2 separate regions of the Oryzias latipes genome follow, and region 1 is linked to region 2. A link is a contact called in public Hi-C data. All regions are on one chromosome and are shown on one strand. Each heading gives the region's core, a stretch centred on a gene start, on an enhancer-like site or on the middle of the called end of the contact. The rest is flanking DNA. Distances are from core to core; before and after follow the strand shown. Region 1 has its middle 22 kb from the start of LOC101167695. Region 2 holds the start of fkbp8 (peptidyl-prolyl cis-trans isomerase FKBP8).

Region 1 (7,912 bases), core at 4,946-7,445, 100 kb before region 2:
TCAAAAATGTTTGTTCACAACTTACGCGCCGCCAAGTAAACTCACCACACTCCTCTCGTCGGCTCTCGCGATACTACAGCATCACGTGTCCTCCTCCCAACGCCGACGTCTCCTTTGATAGATGATGATGAGCGCTAGTGCCGTGGAAGAAATCTGAATGTATCTGCTGTCAATCAAAGTATTGTTTACAATCGTCACCATGTTTTTGAATGACTCATTCAGGAGTTGGTTTGTGTTTATTTGTATAGTTAGGATTTAATGGAAACAGTGTAATTTTGTTTTTCAACACTTCTAGAATTTTGATAAAGTTTTGCACATTTAGGCGCATTTAGGCACAGCTACTTGTCTCCTATGCGTTTTATGCAGTGTGAGATGATAACAGATGGAACTCTTTCTGTCACAACTTTCAACATACTAGCGTGTAGTTAAGAACTTTGTCCACTTGGTGGCAGAAAAACCTTAGAAATTTATTTTAACATATTCATGTTCATATATTTGGTGGGAGGGGGGTGATCAAACCCTGATATGAGTTCACAAAGCTTGACCAATGTTAATGTCATTAAAAGCCAAACTGTGGGGATCATTGATGAATTTCCAACGCATGTGCTCCTAAAGGGTTCAAGATCAAAGCATTACAAAAAAAAGCTGAATCAGCTGATTTTTCTAACCAAGGAAAAATTTTATTCATTTTTTCATTCATTTTGATGAATGAATGAATGGAAAAATTATTCTGCAAAATGATGATTTATTTTTTTTTAAATATGATGAAAAAAAACTGTCACTTGTCTCACAGGTCAGAAGTAAAATGGGGAAAAATAAATAAATAAAGGATATTACTCTTACTTTTACTGGAGAAGCTACAGACAATCATTTCTGTGAGTTTCTGTTCTCAGCATGAAACTGTGATGGACCAACAAGCCTGTTAGATCTTCTTTTCACAGAGTTTAAAGGTGTATTTAGACTGGACATTTTGACTTAGTTTTTCAATTGAGCTTCGGTTCACTCAGAGATTCCTCAGTCTGAATACCATCCGTTCCTAGAGCAGAGCAACTGAAAACAGCCACCGTAGCCGGTCGTCACATGATCTGAACAGAGTAGGAATGTAACAAACATGACTATGAGACACAGCAGCTTATTGAAATGTGGTTGGATGACTGTAGACTCACTTAGACAACTTTTAAAGTGATCCACATTGCTTCTCACTGTTTTCCCAAAAATTTATATTTCATAAACACACAAGCCAGGCGGTGGAGGGGAGTCAGCGGGAGGGCTTAGAGTACTGAAGGAGGAAGGTTTGAGTTGGGAAACATGAAAAAAATGAACAAACAGGAACATTTTCATGAAGGGCGGTAGGGTGAGCTCCATGGCAAAAGGATTGATGACATTTTTCATGGAAAAAGGGCCAATGAACTTGGGGTGGAGTTTTTTTTTGAGAGAAGGAGCGGGAGGGATAATGCATGAATTGCAAGTGAATGATAAATAAGTGATCACGATTAGAGGAGGAGAGGAGAAGTAGATGAGAATAGAGGACACAACCCCAGTGCACCATACTTTCCCCAGCTTCAAACTTCTTGCACCACCATCAAGTAATTGTTATTGTTATTTAGTTTGATTTAAACATGTTAATAGTAAGTTAAATGGGGGCCGGTTTAGCTCGTGCTGGTTTGCAGCACCTTCTGTCCGTGAAACCAGGTTCGAATCCGGGCTGCTCCCTATTCCCTTCTCTGCTGCTTTGCCGGTCCCAAGCCCAGTTGGATTGAGATGGTTGCAACAGGAAGGGCATCCGGCGTAAAAACATTGCCATGTTAACCGTGCAACTCATCTTCAATGGAGGGTTATTTCACTGTAGTGACCCCTGATGGGAGAAGCCAAAAGTGAAAGAAGAATAGTAAGTTAAATATTCTCTGAATACTAGCTAGTCTGACAAAGCCTGTCCAAAGAGGAATGTTTTCAGTCTAACTCTGAATGTAGAAACTTTGTCGGCCTCTCTTACATGAGCTGGGAGTTTATTCCATAGAACAGGGGTTTGGTGGCTAAACGCTCTACCTCCAACTGTGCTTTTACAAATTCTAGGAACCACATGCAGTCCTGCATTTTGTGAGTGGTGTTTTGTTTGGTTGGTAAGGCACTATGAGGTCTTTAATATAGGATGGGGTCATACCATGTAAGGCCTTGTAGGTTAGCCTATTTTAAACTTGATTCTTGATTGGTCTATAGTTGGCCAAGTTGTTCGGATCTAAACTGCACTTTTTCAGAAAAGGATTAACAACTGCATGTTTTGAAATCATTATGGGATGGCCAAACAACCTACGGTTTGGCGACCATTTTGTGGCGAACTCTGAGAATTGGCGTTTTTCGAGCTTCTTACAATATGGGAAAACGACATTTTTGTTTTTGCGATTTTCACGAAATTTCACACACATGCCGCCAGGTTGAGTCTGCAAAGATTACAAAGTTTTGTTGACCTTTGACCTTGGAAAGAGGCCGACAAATTAAATAAATAAATAAAAATAGCAACTTTAGTACCAGGTTCAAACAAAAACTCCTCCTAGGGATTTTTATCGATCATCTTGTAACTTCTCGGCCATCAATGGCATGCTACTGTGCAAAAAATGCTGGAATTAGAAGTTGTAGTTTTTGAATGGCGTGTGTGTGGCGAGTTTGCAACTGTTGCGAACTTAGCTAGCTCGCACATTTTTTATCAGAATGTCGTAAACATGGAACAAGCTATTCCCTGGCCCAAGCTGAGGAAAATTATGTAACATACGACAATATTAACATTGTGGGCGTGGTAACAAAAAAAACATCGTAAAAAAATGTGCTGAGTCAGCTAAAACTAAAAAATCCGGAAAAGGTTTTTTGGAATCGACTAACAAAACCTATTTGCCCTTGTCTGGGTTATCCAAAGGAAGTTTGTAATCATTATGGGATGGCCACACGACCTACGGTTTGGCTGGGGTCGGGTCAAAGGTGGGTGGCGGTGGTGCAAAGAGGCAGGCAGCGAGGGCGAGGCAGGTAGCACCTGCGGACCATACACCGCTGCTCCCGGCTTTAATTTTATTTTACTCTTGAGATCATGTGGTTATTAGACCACTTTCACATCCCCCTTTTCTGAGGTTTCTACGTCCATCCTCTGCAAATCCTCCTGTCGCTTACATATCAGCAGCACATCCCAGCACTGTTGCAGTAGCATCAAGCACTTCTCCTCCTCCAATAGAGTCAGTTGAACTGCCATCTCCTTTAACCCTTGTGCCATCCTAGTCACTTTAACATTGAGAGTTGGGGTCATCTAGACCCACTAGACAGTGCACTGAACCTTTTTTTTCAATGATTTGTGATTTTCACTGGTGTTCATGGATTACATGAAATCTTTCCACCTTTATCCACCTTTGTCATGGTAGGGAGAACACGACAATGTAAGGGTGGGGTCATCTAAGATAGCACAAGGGCTAACAGATAAGGTAAGTGCAGGATAGCTGCAACCTGCTTTGAGAATCTCTGCCATTCTCCCTGTTACAGGAAGCATTGATTAAAACTTACTTGATAATAGAATTATACAACAATACCATACTCGAGTGCACTATTATTTACTACACTACGATAATAAAACTTCTAAGTGGACTTGTCATCATAAGCGGAAACCACGTGTCCTCAAAACAGTTGTCAAATGATGATGTTGTAAATGACTTTGCTGCAAGAAAAACCAGAAGAGTCAAGCTGTAGCTGCAGCAGGTTTAGTCAGATTGAGATGGTGGTGTTGTAGTTATTAAGTAATTAAAGTTAAGGCAGTAGCGAAACACTGCCTTGCCTTTGTAAGGTCATCTTTTAAATAAAAAAAAAAATAATCCCATTTTTATGTCTTATATCTTATTTTTTTATAAGTTAATGTCACTTGTTTACATGCTTTATTGTATACTTTAAGCTATTTGTATTGTATTTAAAATGTTTGCTTCTTTCTTTAATTCTTTCTAAGTATAAAATTGCCTTATTTAAATAAATAAAAATTGCCATGCAACACTGGAAAGGTGAACTCAAAATGCCGTGGCTGACTGTTGTAACTACCCCCACCACCCCATCCAGAGGTGGATTGGAGCTGCCAAACATCCAGACACTATAGATGAAGAGGGGAATGTCATCTGTTGTAGCGCCACAACTTGACTGAACCGGCCTTGTCTGTGCACTGAAGGGGTTTGCAGGATTAGTCTGCGTTGGGATCTCACTGAGAAACAGGAGAACAAGAGAAAAATATTTTGTCGTGTTCCAACCTCTTACTGAAGCATCTGGTTAAAATAAACCCTTTTATAAATAGACATGCAAGAAGAGATTAAAAAACTTAAAGGGATGGGTCTTCTGTGCCGCGGCGGGCTGACTCATTCAGAACAAATTGGCTTGTCGTCGGCCTGTCAGTCGCTTTGTGTTGACGCAGCGAAAGCCAAACAGAGTTTATGGTCATATCCGCCTCTAGTCTAGCCCTGGACAACACACGTCACAAGAGCGGAAGTTTATCACCTGATGAGAGCTCTGACTGTTCTTCAAACACAGCAGTAAACGGCTGAACGTTCACTGACTACAGCCAGCTTTTACCATCAGAGAGCACTCATCTAAGAGCATTCATATTCATAAATCTTCCCAAACGTGATTAAAAAAAAGTAACTGTGCAAAGATTTTTGGTTGTTTTTTTTTACTGTTTCCTTCTGACACCAAAGCCTCATTCAAGACCCCCAACGCATCAACTGCAGCTCAGCTAAGCATCCTCAGGGGGCGCTATGGATTCAAGTATGAGCGCATTTGGCCTCAATATTACTGCTGAATGGGTGGTTTGATCTGAGAGGCAATGTTCCACTCGAATGCTCCCTCCCAGTAGCAGAAAGCCATGTGCTGCTCTTATCTGGCCAGACCTGCCGACCTGCAGTGCATTCAACAAGCTGGCGCGTGCGGGCATGCCGCCACCGCCAAGTGTGTGATGAAATGAAGGGCATGATGGGAGAGGAGACTGTGAAGGAAGGTGGAGTTTATCAGTGGGATGAAGTGGATGCTCTGTTGAGTTTCAGCGAATTCACTCAAATGTTGCTTTAATTATATCGAAATGTAAAGTTGTACTCTGGGAAAGGAACCTGAACATTCTTCATTAAAACTACCCAAAACTGAAATATTAACACTTAGATCCTTAAAAAATCAACTCAAATCCTTTTTCTCTCCAGAGGACATGTGAACTTTTTTCTTTGATACTCCCATCTTCAGTATTCATGTTTGAAATGGTTAAATGCAGCCACAGCTCCCATTCAGGTAGAAAAGATGTACTAAAAGGTTCTCCTAAAGGATGGAGTTATTTTGTTTTGGGCTGCAGATGCTGCAGCTTGATCATCTCCTGTTTAGAAGAAAACAGAACAATAATAGCTTCAATTCTAAACAATATTTGTTTTTCAGCCTTTTTTTCCAGAACTGCGGTTATTCCATGTATGAACCAGCAATTTTTTATGGTTTTAAAATAAAATAACAATTTTGATGAGTGTTAAATATGAGTTTCTTGCTTTGTGTTTTCTGAGCACCCTCCCTTATTGAGAAAATAATAAAGAGGGACAGGTTCCTGCTCATCTATGGCACTTTTTGTTTACGTGATTAGAAAAACATCATATTTACCCAATCATTATTTTCTTCTGAGGAAGAAATCTATAATTTCCACTTTTTTACTCAAAGAATTTTAATGATTATCCTAGGTAATAGGGGCATCAGATGTACTGTAGCTGCCTTCTAAGGCGCAGAGTCTCGCTATGGCAAGCAAAAGGTATCATAAAACACCAGGAAGCATGTGTGACACGTGTCGATCAGAAAAGCACGATTCTGTGGCAAATACGTTTTAAAACGGGGGGGGGGGGGGGGGGGGGGGGGTTACTGTCCACATCAATTGCTTCCTGTCTTTCACGCGCTTAGTCAGGAAGAACCTCCAGAGAGGACTTAGTTGTATCATCACTGACTTTATTTCCCCACAACATTTGTCATAACCCCCCGATGCCCCCAAAGATTCAATCAGAGCTGTCAACAACGTCACATTCCAAGCACCCCCCCCCCCCTTCCCCTTTAGTCTTTTCCAGACGCACCACTCCTGCGGGCGCACGCGGGGAGACACACATGCACAGCGCCGATGCGTCCAGAGCCGTCCGACACGCCGCTCTCTCCAAACGAAGCAGCGAGCAGAGCCAGACGGTTTCAAGCTGCCCTCTCTGTGAATCGATTCTACTATGAGCCCACACGAGCATCCTCTCACGGAGGCGGGGGTGGCCGCGGCAACACCTTATTCCTGTCTGCTTAGAGCCCTCTTTTCATCTGAACAACAAAAAGGCTGCAAATATCGCTTCAACTTTTTCATGTATGTTTGTCTAGAAAGGAAAACATAACAATTTTTTTTCATGCTCTCATTACCTATGTTACTTCGCACCACCCCCGGGTTTCAAAATGGAACATTCTACAATTTATTCCAGAGAAAGACTGACAGTTTTTTTGGGTCATGAAGCCGCCGTTCAAGTCAGTAGCCTGCACCCCCTCCGCTGGAATAAGAAATTAGTCAATGTAAAACTAAATAACTGAGGCTTTTGGCTGATAAGGTGGATACCCCCCCCCCCCCCCCCGATACACACAAGCACAAATAACCACATACACACAAAAAAAAAACCCCACAAAAAAACAACAGATGAACCCAATGAAAACAAATGTCCCCAAAGTGCTTTCATCAAAATTTCAAGCAAGCTGTCCAGAGTTAGACCAAAAGCAGGACTTAATGTAGCTCACCGGGATGTAAAAGTGTTACCTAACAGTTTTATATTTTAATTTATTAAGTCCCTAAACGTAAGATGACAACACATCCCTCTTTTATCAATGGTAATTAAAATCACATTAGTATAATTGAAAAGCTTCGATCATCTCAGGCTCGGTAACGTGTGTTCAAGCGACCACCAATAAAAAGTCAATGTAAACCCATGCATGTGCACTTTTCAGGCTTCTGCGTCAAAAAATCTTGCGTTCAATTGACCCTTCGCAGGTTTTTAAGTCAAGTTTTGGATTTTTTGTACAAAACCCATGACTATTGAAGGTGTGTCAAAGTCAAACCAGTGGAACCTTGACCAAATAGATGTAACATTTGCAACTTTTTCCCAATTTTAATAACTTTTAGACACTCAGGAAAGGATGATCGACAGAAAACACCAGACTGAGAGGCATCTGACGTGTGGAGTTCCAAATCACTTCAGTATGTGTTATTGTTGCAGTTAGATCATCCTTATGGCATTCTCATTTGACTATTGTGCTGGTCAAACTGCTTGGATTATGTCTGCCTCTTTTTAGCATATGTGTTTAGCATATTAGAAGTCTGTTGATGAAGCAATTCTTCTATTTTTAAAAATCTAACTTGCAATTAAAAAAAAAAGTGAAAATTCTTGACACAATATCAATGCCACGTTGCAGGAAATGATGATAATTTTTTTCCTGCAGAGGCCTGCAAGTGATGTAAAAACATCTCAGGTTGGAGAAACTCCCCTTAAAAACAATCATGCTTAAGTAGGTAAAAGTAGTCGTCGAAATATTTACTCAAGTAAAAGAAAAACAGAAACTCAAACATACTGCTCATGTAAAGGCCGTGTCACACAGCCACTACATACATTTTTCCGCGTATATGAAATTTCGGCCTTTGGTGATACATGCGTGATAAACGTAATCCATAAATGTTTCTTGCCTTCGTCATTCATCGATGTGCGCAGATGTCCGTCAAGGGTTTCGGTCAATGGGTCTTTACGTGAATTCAGTTTTGAGCTGTTCAAAATTTTCGGCGGGTTGAGAATTATGCAGTTTACGAGTATTTTATGTAGTTTATACGCAATTGTTACATAAATCTTACGTAATTGGGTATGATTTCTGTGAG
Region 2 (6,815 bases), core at 1,430-3,929:
TGGAGCTTCGTTTCGCTTTGTCACATGTGAATTTCCCGCGTGGAAGGTTAGATCCCCCTCTCAGTGATGCTCCTTCCATCCACCGATTCCACGTGAAAGGCTTTACGTCGGAATGTCGAGGATGTTTGTTCATTTTGACTTTACATTGACGGCGGTGAAATCTGCAGACCAGGTGAAGACAAAGTCCTGGTTTTTCTCTTGGCCTTATCTGTTGCTCCTTCTGGTGAATGAAGCAAACCGTCAGCAGACAGCAGCTGTAGCCTCTTTGTGTGCTTGATCCACACGCGAGCTTCCTGATATCAATGTGAACCTACCGTCGACAGGGACACCTGCAGGATTTACTGATGGGGAATCCCTCCGGCAACCCCCTTTCTGACCTCCAGTTCCTCCTGAAGCCCCGCCCCTTTTTCTCCTGGTGTAAATACTGTAAAATGCATTTTGATATCATTGACATGTTTTCATGTCCGTCACAACCGGTGAGTCCAGCGGGAAGTAGAGTATAAATGTTTTCCATGAAGAAACATTTGGGTCATGAGGCTAAATTGGCTGAATGTACAGCAGACGGATGAAGACTTGTGTGGAGAGGGGGGTGGGACGGGGGCGGGCCGGCTGTGGCGTCCTCACTGTGCGCCTAGTGTGACGGCTGTTTTTAAAATAATTTTTAAGAAAAGTCTAGATTTCTTTCCCTGAAGGGCATCTCCTCACAAACGTGGGTCACCTCATATTACAGTTTTTAATATGAAGGATTTTTATCATGGAAAAAAAACTTTTAGAAGAAAAAAGATATTTTAAAAATCTTTTACAAATGTTATTTTAAATGAAGATCTGGATGTAAGAGTTCTGGGGAAGCTCGCCGGTTGGTCCTGTCGCCGTAAGTTGATCTTTGGCCATCTCTGTACTTCTATCGTGGTGTAAAATAATGTACCATTAGGAGGAGCTGTCCATGGTCCTCTCTGATATGAAGCAGTCTATTTCCTGGGTTTGCTTTGTATGTCATGGTAGGATAGTCCAGAATCTTGTCTTAGGGTTTTAGGTGTCTTGTGTATCAAAGATGTTCTTTGTATGTTTCTTTATATTGTAAAGTTTCTTTAAGCGGAAAGAAAAAAACGATTTGCTTATCAAACAGGAACAATGCATCAATAATAAATATCATCTGATTTTTCTCTGCTGTTTGAATCTTTTCCTAAATCCTGACATGAAGATCCTGTTTAAAACCAGGAACTTTTTGATGAAAGCAGGGTGTGTTCCACTCGACACAGCTGTTTTATTCCTTAATTAGAGAAAGAACACATCAGTCATGGGTATTTATACCACTTAGATACAAGTTTGTTAGCTTGAATCATAGGAGCTGATGTTTTTACAGAAGATCACTTTGTCCAAAGCAGGGGCATCAAACTGATTTTCAGCGAGGGCCACATCAGCGTGCCGGCTGTCCTGGGGCCAGCTATAACTCATACATGTAACTAAATGTAATGAAAAATAAATGTACATACTCTTTAATGTTAAATAACTCATTAGTTATTTATTATAACTTTTTAAAGTGACAATTACAGCGGCATAGAAAACATGTGTTTGCATGGTACTCTAGCATAAATCCTTTTACATTTGATTCTGACAGGTTAGGTTATATTGGCAGTGTTTAAGTCCTAATGGATAGTTGCCCAATCAGATATTTTCAGATTCCCCCAAGATATGAATAAATACAAACCAATTTGTATTTTTATTCTAAAAAACTAAAAACTTTTATGCTCTCGCGGCCCACAAAAAATGACATGGTAGGCCACATTTGCCCCCTGGGCCTTAAGTTTGACACATGTGGTCTAGAGTGAAGTAAAGAAATGTCTTTTGGGCTCATGACACCAAAAATACTTCCGAGTTCTTCCTTTGCTTAAAGTGAAAACTGCTAATAAGCAAAGTTTCCCGGACATTCTTGTTAAAAAATGTCCAATCGGCAGCACATCGGAGGCAGAAACAACACAGAGATCGTTTAAGCTTTAAAAGTAAAAATGTGTGAGGAAATCCAGGAAGAATCACTCACAGCTTTGATGACTAAACTTGCGTTTTCATCTTTCGCTATTCTTTGGTCACATTTGGATTTATGTGACACCAAAATCAGTTGAAATGTGTTTTATAGTTTACAGTCCAGAATGCAGCTGCTTCTTTTTCACAGGAACCAGAAAACATGAAGACATCAGAGATTTTACATTTCACCACCATCTGAAAGAATTTACAGGACTGACCAACAAGCAGTTCTCTGTTTTTCAAAGTAAAAGTTCTGTGCCAGCCACTGATTCTTTTACCACCCTTCAATCAGTGAAACACATTTATCAGTAAAACTCCTTTATTCATTTCAAATTTTTGTTTTTAACTAGTAACAATGTTTAAGTACATTATTTATTGTGTTTTTCTATCTTTGAAACTTATTTGGGCGAACTTGTCTGGTTCTTCGGTTCATCAAATGTTTAATAATGATTGGAACTGTGTGACATCAGGATCTAAAGCATAACAGATCTTTCTGCTCTAAAAGGTTCGCGTTTTCGTGGTGAAGGATGTTCTCCGTCGTTTCATGAGTGAGCACAGGGTGTTTTTTAATGGAACCATTAAGGGGGCTTTTAATCTGAAAGCAGAGAAAAGCTTCTTGAAACATTAAAGCGATGCAGAGTGCTGCTGCGCATGCGCGAGGATCTACCGCTGTGACGAAGTCAGCCTGAGTGTCCACTGTGGCCCTTCCCGTTGGCGCCGTGCGCTCTAGACTTTTCTATTCGCAGTCTAACTTCCTGCGTGAGCTTGAAGGATCGGGACGCGGCTGTTGGACCAAAACAAGGCTGGAGGTGAATGTTCGCGTTCTAATTTACAATTTTAAGAACTTTTCTGTGTGTGTTCCTTCGTTTGGAAGTGATTCTAATCGACGACTTCGTTTTGTCAAAATGTCAGTGTCACTAAAAACTCTTAGTTTGATGGATGCAAATAAGCTAAGCCGCTGGCTCATAGCTAGCTAACCCAGCCACCTTCAGCTAACGCTAGCATTAGCATGTAGGTTTTGACCGAGAAACCTCGTTACTTTTTAAAAACCCACGGAAACGTCAGGTTTTCTGAAGTTTGGAGTAAAACTGTCTGCATGCAATGTTGGGGAACTGTAACGGATATCCTGGTCGGTACGTTAACGTCAGATTCTGCTGTTTGAAGAGCTTTTCTGTGAAGCTCAGAGATAAGCGAACAGAAAACGAGCTTCCTCAGTTTGACTGTCTTCTCCAGAATGGAGACCGTGGAAGCTGCAGACGGCCGCGAAAACGCTTCTTCTTCTGCCAGAAAGAGCGGACAAACGTCGTTGCTGGACAGCGGAGAAGACTTCGAGGTTGTGGATGAAGAGGACTTTGATGAGGAGCCTCCTCCTTTAGAAGATGCGGGAGGTGGGATGGAGAAAAGTTCAGATGAGACGGCGAAGAGGTCTCCACATGAAGAACCAGAGGCTCCGGCTCAGCTGGATGAGTGGTTGGATGTGTTGGGTGAGTCTGGCACTTGTTTGGCCTCTTCCCGCTGATGTTTCTTGGAAGAGAGAACAGTTCTTCATTTGTCTTTTGAATCTGACAGGTTCTGGAAGTAGTTGTGAGTTCCAAACAAGCATTTGGTGGTAGTTCTTGACAAGCCAACAGTTCTCTCTCTGCAGGAAATGGCCAGCTGAAGAAAAAAGTCACGGCGCCCGGGAAGGGACGAGCCAGTCGGCCTCAGAAGGGTCAGAACGTACGGATCCACCTTAAAGCTAGCCTGATCGATGGGACTCTGGTGGAGGAGCAACCTAACTTCTCCTTCACTTTGGGAGATTGTGATGTTATCCAGGTAAACCCTTAGTGGTGATATATGTCAGGGTTAGCCCCAACGCTCAAAATTACGTCTGCAGGTCTTGTTTTGTGGATTTGTCTCCGGTCAAACGTCAGTCAACACTTTTCTTCCAGGCTCTGGATCTGACGGTCCAGCTTATGGAAATGGGAGAAAAGGCTCTGATCCAGTCAGATCCTAAATATGCATATGGAGACAGAGGAAGGTGGGAGATAAGCTACTCTACATCAAACGCTGCAAATTGGTGATATAGAGAATTTTAACCATCCTTTAGAAAGATGGTAGCAGAGCCCAGAGTCTGAGGAGCCTCCAAATGAAATACTTTTTATTTTACTCACAGGTGGTTTAGTAAGTGGGAGGGGCTTTTTGACACACGTGGTCAAAAAAGTCTTGACATGTCTCACATTTACATAAACTTGGGTCAATAAGACCTTAAAAAGCAAACATTTGTCTTTAATTCAAGAGAATCTGTGTCTTTTCCTGACATGGGGGTAAAGGAAAGGAATCACTGGGAAATAAACTGTATGGATCCCTGGAGATTCACAGAAACAGACTGACTATGCCATCCTTTTTTTTTTGTTGGGGGGGGGGGGCGCTGCTGTTTTTGCTTCAGTCACTAAACCTGCCTGTTTTTTTTTTTCTCGTGTCAGTCTTGAACCTCGTGTTCCTCCAAACGCTCAGCTGTCCTTGGAAGTGGAACTCCTGGAGGCCACTGATGCCCCCGATGTGGAGCTGCTGCCCCCCGCAGAAAAGATTGCCCTCGCCAGTCGTAAACGAGAGAGGGGCAACGTCCATTACCAGCGTGGAGACTATGCGTTTGCAGTCAACTCCTACAGCATCGCCCTGCAGATAGCAGAGTCCAGTTCCAAAGGTGAGACCTTCATGACGCCGTCCCGCTTTCCCGGCAATGAAAGCTCCTCCCCCTGATCATCTTGCGGTGACTGATCAGTAACTGCAACTTTAAACCAAACAATGACGTGAAAATCAAAGCCCTGCAGATGTGAATGAGTCTTCAGTGGATCTTTTTAGCTTTTTTGCTCTGATCTTAGATTGAGATTTATTTCAAACATGTGAAGCAATACAAAATAATAATAATAATACATATAAAAAGAAGGAAGTTTGATATTGTCGTTGTGTTTTGTGGGACAGTGGACATCCGGCCGGAGGAGGAGGACGAGCTGCTGGATGTGAGAGTGAAGTGTCTGAACAACATGGCCGCCTCTCAGCTGAAGCTGGACCATTACGATGCTGCTCTGAAGTCTTGCGTTTCAGCTCTTGAGCATCAGCCAGACAACATAAAGGCACTTTTTCGCATGGGCAAGGTTGGCCTCAGTCCCGGAGCTTCTTGCTGCTGCTGAATGTCTGCTAAATGGTTGTTCTTTCCTCTAGGTTCTCTCTTTGAAAGGTGAATACACAGAAGCTATTCAGACCCTGAGGAAAGCACTGAAGCTGGATCCCAGCAACAAGGTCATTGAACTGTTTTCTCTTGGCAGATTGTCATTTTTACATTTGGCCAGTAGGTGGTGCCACAACCTAGACTATGGGTTGCAGCAGGCCACGTGGTCTGCTGAGTCAACATATGTGGAGATCTGTTTTCATGTTGCTGCTGAAAATAGGTTCACCCTAAGGCTGGGCTAATGCCAAGCCAGTGTTTGCTTCTGCTTCTGCACTGGTTAAATGTGGTTCTGCAGCCATACATGGACACAGCCGGTTCCAGTGTGTAGGCTTCCTGGACCAGCTGAGGCCCAGAACCATCGCTGTAGTCCCACTCCAATCTGTCAGACTGGAGCAGCCAACACACGAGATGTTTGATCTGTGGTGTTTACTCCTCTGAGAGACGCTGTGTGTCTGAAAATGTTTTATCTCAACATCCCTGAGGTGACCTTTTGCATGGACACCTGCATGCATGTTGGTGCAGATTTCCTGAAATGGATGAAAGTGTTAGTTTTTGCTGAAGGTGAAGGTTTTCTTTCTGGAAGTTCAGACAGAAACTGTTGAGCCTCCTGCTGCTCTAAGGACACGTGACCTTAAACGGCTCATCAGCATCTGCTGCAAACCGGGATTTCAGAATCAGAATCAGCTTTATTGGCCAAGTGCAGTGCTGTACAAGGACTTTGGCTTCGGTGTCTTGTGCTCTCGCCCAAACTAGAAAGATATGAAAAAAATTTAAAGGAGTAAGACAGGAGAGGATAAATGATAAAAATAAAGTACTATGAGGTAGACGTAGGAATATTTAAACATAACTAAATAAATAAATGCAACAGTAAAAATGTAGCAGTAGTTCTGGTGTGACAGTTTCTGTGGTTTTGTTCCGTGTTCTTGAGTGGTCTGTTGTCAGGAGTTCATTAGAGTGACAGCTCGGGGGAAGAAGCTGTCCTTGTGGCGAGTGGTTTTGGTGCACGTTGTCCTAAAACGCCGCCCTGACGGGAGAATGCTGAAAAGGTAATGTCCGGGATGAGAGGGGTCCTCTGCAATTCTGCCAGCCCGCTTCCTGACCCTGGACCAGTACAGGTCCTGATGGAGGAAGAGTGGAACCAATAATCCTCTCAGTAGATCTGATGATTCTCTGAAGTCTGGTTCCTGATCCAAACCCGACCGTGATGGATGTGGTCAGGACAGATTGGATTATTGCAGTGTAGAAGATGGTCAGCAGCTCCTGAGGCAGGTTGAACTTCTTGAGTTGTTGCAGGAAGAACAACCTCTGCTGAGCCTTTTTCCAGAGTGGTGGTCCCTAGGAACCTGTGTGAGTCTGTGGAGGGTACAGTGCTGTTGAGAATTGTGAGGGGGAGGGGTTCCTCCTGAACTCCACTGTTATCTCCACCGTTTTAAGTGGGTTCAACTCCAGGAGGTTCTGGCTGTCCCAGAGGACTAGCCGCTCCACTTCTCCTCTGTATGCAGTCTCATCACCGTCCCGGATGAGCCCAATGACTTCTGTCGTCTGCGAACTTCAAGAGTTTCACAGTGGGTCTTACAGAGAC

What was found. A called contact is a pair of places that touch in the nucleus more often than the background predicts.
Region 1: a Hi-C map of gastrula embryo shows a contact between it and region 2, with 2.2 times the contacts expected there. The contact joins the enhancer-like site here to the promoter of fkbp8 in region 2. A contact is called at or near these places in 4 of 5 Hi-C or Micro-C datasets (embryo, fibroblasts and gastrula embryo).

Annotation. Positions count from the first base shown.
Region 1 is chr4:8,146,539-8,154,450 of ASM223467v1, reverse strand. No RefSeq gene overlaps it. Among protein-coding and RNA genes, the nearest start is that of LOC101167695, 22 kb to the left of the region's middle. Within about 2 kb of position 6,195, at least 7 of the 8 cell types and tissues checked have an H3K27ac peak or open chromatin away from gene starts, as enhancers often do. A contact at or near this core is called in embryo and gastrula embryo, where this site is marked.
Region 2 is chr4:8,040,924-8,047,738 of ASM223467v1, reverse strand. fkbp8 (peptidyl-prolyl cis-trans isomerase FKBP8) reads left to right here and starts at 2,679. Exons shown (of 9, transcript XM_011473851.3): 1 at 2,679-2,831; 2 at 3,256-3,506; 3 at 3,668-3,837; 4 at 3,954-4,042; 5 at 4,488-4,708; 6 at 4,987-5,159; 7 at 5,227-5,304. The coding sequence starts at 3,257. LOC101167440 (single-stranded DNA-binding protein 3) reads left to right here. Exons shown (of 17, transcript XM_023954125.1): 17 at 1-1,163.